Regions from separate parts of the Mus musculus genome. Here region 2 is linked to region 1. Evidence: chromatin contacts called from public HiChIP or PLAC-seq data. All regions are on one chromosome and are shown on one strand. Each heading gives the region's core, a stretch centred on a gene start, on an enhancer-like site or on the middle of the called end of the contact. The rest is flanking DNA. Distances are from core to core; before and after follow the strand shown.

Region 1 (4,565 bases), core at 2,049-4,548:
AGACCAAAACCTGTTAACTGGGCTGCAGAAACTGCAATAGTAGACTCTACTATTATCGTTGAAAATCCCAACCCCATTCTACTAGTAATTGGCAGGTTCAGTAGGTAGAAAATTGTGAAAGACACAGTTGAACTGAATAACACTGTCAACCAACTGGATGCAACTGGTACCTATAGAGTATGACATCCAACAATAAAGATTTATTTCAAGCTCATCCAAAACAATCAGCATTGTAATTCATACCCTGGACCACACAAACACACTTCAAATATCCTAAATAGGGCTGGAGAGATGCCACCATGAGGCTGCTTTTTCTAGCCTAGTTTTCCAGCACCCACACAGTGGCTCACAACCACTTGTAACTCTAGTTCCAGTTCTAGTTCTGACATTCTCTTCTGGCCTTTGTGGGCATCAGGCATGCATGTGGTATACATACGTAGAAACATTCAGGCAGACACTCATATATAAACACTCACAGATAAAAATAAGTAAAAAAAATTGAAACAGGGTCTCATACTTCATGGCTGTGGCTTGTGTGAAACCTGGAATGTAGATAGGCTAACCTCAGACTCAGAGATCTATTCACCTGTGTCCTTAGTGCTAGGATTAAAGGCCTGCACTTCTGCACTTAAATAAAAATTATACAAAGCTCACAAATGGAAATGGGAATAAACTAGAAAACAATAATGGAAAACTGAGAAACTCCATAAAATACTTGAGATTAAAGGGCATAATTCTAAGTAAATGTGAGTCAATGATGTCACAAGAGAGGTAACTATAACTCACCAACATTTGCTTAATACAAACTGGGCATAGTAATACTTGCCCATAGTCCTTCCTAGTACTGAGCAGGTTGAGCCAGGAGAATCAGTTTAAGGCCAAGGATAGCCAAAGCTATATACCAAGACCTTCTCAAGGAACAAATAAAACAAGAACAAAAAGTATCCCAACAACTGAGGGCTGGTTCCCTTCTAGTTCTGGTGGGCAACCAAAACTGCTGTTGGCAAGACCTTATCCCTGAAGACATCAAATGTTCTGGTGACAGGGCATGGAGAAATTAAGCTAGAACTGGGCTGGAAGTCTCCTCCCTGCTGGAGAGCCCTAACTATGCTAGACAAAGCTGAACCCACTGCAAGAGGAAAGCGTCGTCAATGGTCTTACTCAACTGTAGATGGAGCCTGTGTGCAGCAATGATGACCAGCCACTCAAGATGTGTTCAGTGGAACAGTAGTGGCTTCACAGTTAAAGAGGTATACACTTGCTTTCAGATTGGGTTTGTGTTGGGAGCCGCCCCCACATTCGCCGTCACAAGATGGCGCTGACATCCTGTGTTCTAAGTGGTAAACAAATAATCTGCGCATGAGCCAAGGGTATTTTATGACTACTTGTACTCTACCTTTCCCGTGAACGTCAGCTCGGCCATGGGCTGCAGCCAATCAGGGAGTGATGCGTCCTAGGCGAAATATAACTCTCCTAAAAAAGGGGACGGGGTTTCCGCCATTCTCTCTCGCTGGCATCTCTCTGGCTCTGCGCGCCCTGCGCTCGCTCGCTGCCTAAAGATGTAAACAATAGAGCGCGCGCGCCGGAGCTCTGGCTCCTAAAGATGTAATTGAAGGGGCTTTCGTTTTTGGGGCTGGGCGCTGGGCGCTTGCCCTCCTGGCTCCCAAAGATGTAAGCAATAAAGTTTTGCCGCAGAAGATTTTGGTTTGTTGCGTCTTTCCTGGCCGGGCGTGAGAACGCTATTAAGAGGTTTGGGGTCCACTCTGCATCTGGTACTATAAACCTGGTCAAAAGTCCATGGTTGAGAAGGTCGGAGACCATAGTATAGGCGTCCTTTTCCCTCCCTAAATGGATATGATGTGCTCATCAGATGTCTTCTGCACAATTGTATTTATGTGTATAGATTAGTGCTGCTGTCTGCTTTACTCAGAGAAACTGCCTTCTGCAGTAGGTTCCTTGTAGTCTCAGCACTCAGGAGATGGAGGTAGAAGAATCAAGAGTTGAAGGACAGGCCAGGTGGTAGCAGAACAAGCCTGTGATCCCAGCACTTGGGAGGCAGATGCAGGTGGATCTCTGTGAGTTCAAGGCCAGCCTGGTCTACAAAGCATGCTCTAGAATATCCAGAATAGCAAGGGCTGTTACACAGAGACAACTTGTCTCAAAAACAAACAAACAAAAAACACAAAAAAATTCAAGGACAGTCTCAGCTACATAATAAATTCAAGGTTAATCTAAATGACACCCTGTCTCAAGCAACAATGGCAGCAAAAACAATAAAAAAACCAACTAGCCAACCAAACAACCAAACCAAAAAACCAAACCAAACCAAAACAAAACAAAACAAAAAAACCCTATTTTTAAAAATGGGGGATACAGTAAAAGCAACAGTAAGAAAATATAGCATCAAAATATATGCAAAGAAAATATGAAAGATGACAAAAATCAATCTAAGGTTTCACTTTAAGAAACTAAAAACCAGGGCTGGAGAGATGGCTCTGTTGGTAAAGTGCATGCATGCAAGCATGGTGGCTTGAGTCAGAGCCCAGAACACAAAGAAGGATGGCACAGGGTTGTGAATGCCTCTTATCCCAACAGTGGGCAGGCAGAAGCAAGCAGGTCCTGGGATTCCCAGTCTGTTGATGAACTCCAGGCCAGAGAGAAAGACTCTGCCTCCCATGTACATGGGCACATGTGTGCACACACACACACTGAGAAAGAGACAGAGAGACAGAGAGAAACTGAGTGTATCTCAGTGGTAGAGAACTTACACAGTATGTGAAAAGCCCTGAGTTTGGTTTTCAGAACTGCAAGGAAGAAAAGAAAGGAGGGAGGGGACAGACAGAAGGACTGAGGGAAGAATAGAGGGAGGAAAGAACAGAAGAGAAAGATAAATGGGAGGGAAGGAAAATGGAAAGGAAAGGGAAGGGGAAAGGAGGGAAAGCGGGAGGGAAGGGAGGAGGAGGGGAGGGGGAGGGAGGAAGGAAGGCTATTATGACTAGTCTGTGCCTACATATTTGAAAACCTAGATCAATCCCCACATGCAGAAACATGAGTAGGTCTATCTCTGGTAAAGAAATGGAATCGGTAGTGAACACAGTTTTAAAACAGAAAGTACAGGACCAGATGTTCAACAGATGGCGTCTACCAAACAAAGAAGAAACTGTACCAGCTTTCTGCAGCCTCCTAAACAGAGCCAGAAAGGAAACTTCCTAAGTTATACGAGGAGCTCTGCATTACCATAATGCAAATCAGACAACAAGATTACCAGAAAGGAATTCTACAGACCAGAGTGTGTGTCACATAAATTCTCAACAAAATGTTACCCAGCCCCGCCATGCATTAAAAACCGACATACCACAGTGTCTTAGTTGAGGTTTTATTGCTGTGTCAAAAATGCCTTACTGCTGAATCTCATAGAGGCATTTCCTCAACTGAGGCTCCTGCCTCTCTGATGACTCTAGCTTATGTCAAGTTGACACCCAAAATCAGCCAGTATTCACAGCTAAGTGATATTTATTCTAGTTATACAAAGATGATTGATCACTTGAAAACAATTATCTCAATCACCTCCACACACGAAAGAATAAAAAACAGAGACAAGATCAAGAAGTTTCTTAAAACTGATAAGCAATTATAACAGTTATATGAGGAAAGAAAAATTGATTCACAAAAAAAACTATCTGCCCTTTCCTTCCCTCCCTTCACCCATTCTTTCTATCTTTTAAAAATTATATTATTATTATGATAATGAGGATGATAATGATGCATGTGTGTGTGTTTGTGTGTTCCTGCATGTATACATGATCGGAAGATGTACAACAGCACATTTGTGGGGATCAGAAGACAACATTTGGAGTTAGTTCTCTTCTTCCACCTTTATATAGGTACTGGGATCAAACTCAGGTTACCAGACTGGAGCAGCAAGTGCCTTTACATGTTAAGCCATCTCAAAGGCCCTCCTTCATTTTTTTCTTTCTTACATTTATTTTTTAAGAATCCTGCTATGTAGGACTAGACGCATGGCTCAGTTGGTAAAAGCTATCTTACAACCAAGAAGACAAGAATCTTGCTATGTAGTTCAGTCTTTAACTCATAGTTTTCTTGCCTCAGATTCCAGGATGTTGGGACTGTAAAGTATGTATCACCATGCCTAGTTACATGCCAGTACTGAGCAAGACAATGTACTTGACTACCAAAACTATATATCTGATTTATATATATGATATACATATATATGATCTACCTTAGGAAAATGTGAAATAAAAGATCTAAACAGATAATTTCCATGTACACGGGAGAAAGCTGAAATAATGCAAAGACATCATTAAACCCAATTGCACTTATGGATTCAATGCAATTCCAATCAAAGTCTTAAGTCATCGTTTGAAAATCAACAAAGTAATTCTAAGATTTATATGGAAAGCGAAAAACTTCAAATAGCCAACACCAATTTGAAGGAGAGTATGGATGTCAGAGGGCTAACACTACCCAATTTCAGGACTTGCTATAGAAACTTTGCCCCTTCTTAGAATTGGGAACAAAACACCCATGGAAGGAGTTACAGA
Region 2 (4,800 bases), core at 169-2,668, 700 kb after region 1:
CATTTCCTCAAGGGAGGCTCCTTTCTCTGTGATAACTCCAGCTTGTATAAAGTTGACACTCAAAACCAGTCAGTACACATCCCTTCCGAAGTTGTGGTGGTTTACGTAAGAATGGCCCCCTATATCAGTTCATATATGTGAATGCTTGGTCACCAGGGACTCTTTGAAAGGATTACAAGGATTGGGAGGTGTGGCCTTGTTGGAAGAGTGTGTCACTGTGGGGGAGCTTTGAGATTTCAAAAGCCCATAGCATGCCCAGTCTCTGTGCTGCCTGTGGATTCGGATGTAGAGCTCTCAGCTGCTTCTCTAGCACCATGTCTGCCTGTCTGTTACCGTTCTCCTCACCATGATGATAACGGACTAACCTCTGAAACTGTAAGTGAGGCCCCAGTTAAATGCCTTCTTTTGTACCAGCTTCCTTGGTCATGGTGTCACTTTTCACAAGAGAACTGGTGACTAAGATAGAGGTCCATACTGTCTCTTCCAGCCAAGCGTCGCCTCCTCTCAGAAGGCAGCAGTCACACACACACACACACACACACACACACACACACACACTCTGCCTGCAGCTGCCACAGCCCACATACAATATGCCTGTACTACTCGAGGTCAATGGGGGGGCGGGGAGAGACTTTTTTCTCTGAAACTATCACCCCACAAGACTGAGAATGCCTGCTGTCTGTTTTTGTAATTTAGTCTGGCCTGCGCATTTAGGAGTCTGGACAATGGATGAACATGACATGGGCAACTCCTTCTGGCTGTACACAGTGCCAACCTTAGTAGCAACTGAGGGTGTGAACCACCCAGGGGCTACAATTCCATGCTAATAACTGGTATAGGCCATCCCGATCATCAGAGAAACACATTCCCACGGGGCTGGCAGCATCCAGCCATTTATGGTGAGAAGGATCCATAGTACCAAATGATAGCTTTGGATAGAGATTAAAGCAAAAACAAATAAAGGAGAGATACTTAGAGTTTCCCCCCTTTATTACTGGAAATAAGAAAAGGCCCTGCCTGGAAACCTAAAACAGACTGGCCTCTCCCTCTTATCATATTTCAAAAAATCATGGACCCCCAGACAATCTGAAGCAGTCTCTTCGTTACAAGGGAAGGGGTGGTAAGCGCAGGTCAGTAGATTTATTTTTTCCAGATGTTTGTAACTCTGAGATTTGCTGGAGGATTTCACAGAGTAACCCGGGGCAGCATCAGGGGTGGGCTGAGCAGGATAGGGAGAGAAAGCCACAGGAGCAGAGAGGTGAACCCTAGAGTCACAGGAGGACAGCACCTCGCTGATTACCTCAGGGGGCAGCGACAGACCTGTCACCACAGCTGTGTAGCCTCAGAAGAGAGTGGAGAGGTTTGTTTTAAACCAAGAGAAGGTCGCCATCTTCCTACTGCAGACCCATGTACAGAGTGTCTGCACAGAGAGCAGCAAATAAGACACGGTCTCGCCTCCTGACGGTGTGAGCAGGCAGCCTTCTCCTTGGGGTTCTGCCATGCGGATCTTTGCTGCAACAAGGCTGTGTGCACACAGAGACCCTGCAGCCCCTGGAGAAGAAGAAGAGCAGCTCCACAGGCTACAAGTTCTATTTGGAACCATCCATTTGATTTATAGCAACATCTGCCACATGGAACTAGCCCAGAAGTGAGAGGAGAGAGCTTGGGGATAGCCTGTCTTCACTTCAGGAGATGCTGACCTCTGATAGTTTATGATGGGCAAGGCTGCCACAAGGCGTATGTATCCCAGAAACAGAGCACAGAAAAGGCCTAAGCACACAGGGTTCAGTCCCCTGTATCCTGTTCAGTCCTCTTTCTCCAGAACAAAACAATTCCCTCCCTATCGTTGACCCGATTTCATGCTGTGAATCACTGAGCACCAAGACAGGCTGCACCTTCCTCACATCAATTGTTACTGTAACAATACCAACTCTAGATGCTCGCAGACTGTGGAAATAAGAAACGGGAAAGAGAGTCTGTGTGTAAAATACTGCTCATATGTTTGATAGCCACAAGCTTGTAAAATAATTAAGATTTTGCATAGGATTAATTCATAAGGGAACAAAATACTCTTTACTACTTTTTCACTTCGTAGGCTGTGGTCTGTAATATTTATGGTATTTGTTTTCTTTTTCCATTTTGATGGGTTATGTGTGTGGTGTATGGTGGATGCATGCTCACATGTATGTGAGTTGATATGTGCTGGTTCCCCTTGAGCCCAGAGAGTGAAGATTCAGATTCCTGTAGTCTAACTGGCCATCTTGTCCCAGAGATCCTGTTTTGACCTCAGGTGCTCTGGGATTAGCCAGGATTCCCCAGTTCTTATGTGGGCACAGGGGGATCTGAACTCTGATCCTTGCACTTGCATGGCAAGTTCTTAGTCACTGAGCAATCTCCACAGCCTGTTTTGTTTAGTTTTGTTTCATTTTGTTTTTGGAAACAGCATCTCACTATATTGTCCCTGCTGGCTTTGAGCCTGATCTTCCTGCTTTTACCTCCCAAGTGCTGGGATTGCAAGCACCTCTGTGCCTGGCTAAGAGAGATTTTCTTTGAAAGACCATCTGAATAAAATCAGGTTACCATGGCAATCTTTGATTTCTTGCTCTTCTGTCATTTGCTTGATCTTATCACTTTCAGAATAGAGCAAGCCTTCCAAGTAGGAAAGATCTGCACAGTAGGCGCATGCTAACAATATAGCAGAACGGACTAAACAGGCTGGCTGGCATGCATGCTGAACAAGGTCTACAGCTAGAGACTGTCTCTGGAATGCAGGCCAGGTTTCTGCTCACACCAGGTCACCTGAGAGATGCTGACCCCAAGTCAATTTCTTCAATATGGAACCTCACATGACAAAACACTCCTAAGTAAAAGGATCACTGTTCTACAAAACATAATGCTTTGGAGAGACAGATGAAAAATGGGGAGCACGAAACAAAACAAACAAACAAACAAATAGGAAGTCCAGCAGTAGCATGGGAAACATGGACAGACACTGAGAAAAAAACCTGGAGGATTTGGGGCTGAGATTTCTTTGATCTTATCTAAAGAAAATCAAATCTGGAACTCAGGTGACACATAAGCAGTGTTGTCCATTTTAAGAAAAGCATTCAGAGCGCTACAGTAGACAATGGCTCCCTAGAACTGTGAAGAACTGGAGTACGCTGGAAGATTGGGGTCCATTCATAATCCTGATGTTTAAATGTTTAAAACATGAGTGACCAAATTTTAATAATTAAATGGGGACTAGAGAGAGATGGCTCCGTGGTTACTTCCTGATGGTTCAGAGCACTCACACTGGGTAGCTTGCCACCACGTCTACCTTCAGGTATGCACGCAGATGTACAAGCACGCGCCCGCGCGCGCGCGCGCACACACACACACACACACACACATCTGTGCCTGAGGAGAGGATCTGAGGGAACCTGCACAGCCAGTGCTCTCTGGAAACAGCCAGCGTGAACAGATGACAACTCTTCCGCCGAGCTCTCAACAATAAACTGACTGGTCCCCAAGCTCACTCTGTAAAGAGCTTTTACAGGTCTTGTTCCTGGGATGTTTTACTAACACAGAGAACTAAAGCTACAGTAAACACACATGAGGACAGAGGATGCTGCCGAAAGACCAGAGAGTTCTTTCAATGGTCCTCCCCTGTCTTTCAGCATCCGAGCCTGGTCTTGTGTCTGCCCCGTAAGGACGCTCTTGTGGACACGGGTGCGAGCTTACCTTCTGCCGCTGCTGTATGTTGGCCACCGTGTCTGGCTGGAAGTCTAGCTTGTCCGTGCGGCACAACTTCCAGTAGAGGATAACAACAATTACGGTGACCACCAGCACGGGAATGACCACGCCAACCACGACCCAGAGGTTGTTGCTCTGTGACTCTGGGGATGGCCTCTTCACCCTGTCCACAGCTGCAGATGAGCAGACGGGAGAAAGTCTCTCAGCAACACGATCTTCATTCACGTGCAGGACAGAATGTGACCTCCCTCAGAGACCCAGGGGCTCCCCATACAGCTCAAGACAGGAAAGCAACCAGGCACATTTGAATGCCACACGAGGAACATACCAGGGATCACACGGACACATATGTGTTTCAGGGCAAAAGCTTGGCTGATTCCAGTCTCCTGGTTTAAAATTCCCACTCCATAACATCTCATAAAGTGACTGCTCTGTACGTCCTCACCCAAAATGGTTCTCTTCAAATGTGAGAAGAGAAGCTATGCCTTTAAGACCCAGCTGTGAACATCATACTCAAAGGGGGAGGAATCACCTCGCAGGTTTCTGGAAAGACCATGAGCTGGAACCTGGTGGTCTGGGAAGGAGGCTCTTCCCTCCTCCCTCTCTCTACACACTTATAAATGTTTACTGACGGTGCCAGACACCATTCTAAGGGCATGGTATGCTGCCGAACAAGCAGACAAAACCCCTCAAGGTGCACCGGTTCTAGTGGTGGGAGGAAAAACTACCACGAGCTAAATCCCCAAATAATGATATCTGCTGTTGGAACTCTATACCAGAGGTAACAGCCAATGAGCCACAGCACCAGAACAAAGGCAGCTGATCATGTCCACCTCAGCATCTGAAATTGCGAGAGAGATGCTATTGTTCGTAGTTGCTCGGATCACAATAGCCATGGTGGAAAAAGCCCAAGCCCATCAACAGGTGAATGGATAAACAGAATGTGGTATATCTACACAGTAGAGTACTATTCAGCTTTTAAATAGGAAGCGGGGTACTGTGAGGATGGCTCACCAGGTAAGGATACTGGCTGTATAAACTGGAGGACCTGAATTTAAATCCCTA

What was found. HiChIP or PLAC-seq counts read pairs in DNA pulled down with a chosen protein or histone mark.
Region 2: a contact with region 1 is called in an H3K4me3 HiChIP or PLAC-seq map of craniofacial prominence, with 6 times the contacts expected there. The contact joins two enhancer-like sites. A contact is called at or near these places in 1 of 15 datasets of contacts at CTCF or cohesin (pro-B cells), 19 of 484 Hi-C or Micro-C datasets (B cells, the HL-1 cell line, the MC3T3-E1 cell line and 10 more), 4 of 115 datasets of contacts at active chromatin or transcription factors (craniofacial prominence, embryonic stem cells, extraembryonic endoderm stem cells and 1 more) and 1 of 9 other capture datasets (embryonic stem cells).

What each region holds. Positions count from the first base shown.
Region 1 is chr6:37,462,868-37,467,432 of GRCm38.p6, forward strand. No RefSeq gene overlaps it. Among named protein-coding and RNA genes, the nearest start is that of Gm33318, 23 kb to the left of the region's middle. Within about 2 kb of position 3,299, at least 60 of the 459 cell types and tissues checked have an H3K27ac peak or open chromatin away from gene starts, as enhancers often do. A contact at or near this core is called in craniofacial prominence, where this site is marked.
Region 2 is chr6:38,164,368-38,169,167 of GRCm38.p6, forward strand. It overlaps D630045J12Rik (RIKEN cDNA D630045J12 gene), which reads right to left. Exons shown (of 20, transcript NM_194061.3): 10 at 3,724-3,908. Among named protein-coding and RNA genes, the nearest start is that of Gm52858, 27 kb to the left of the region's middle. Within about 2 kb of position 1,419, at least 20 of the 459 cell types and tissues checked have an H3K27ac peak or open chromatin away from gene starts, as enhancers often do. A contact at or near this core is called in craniofacial prominence, where this site is marked.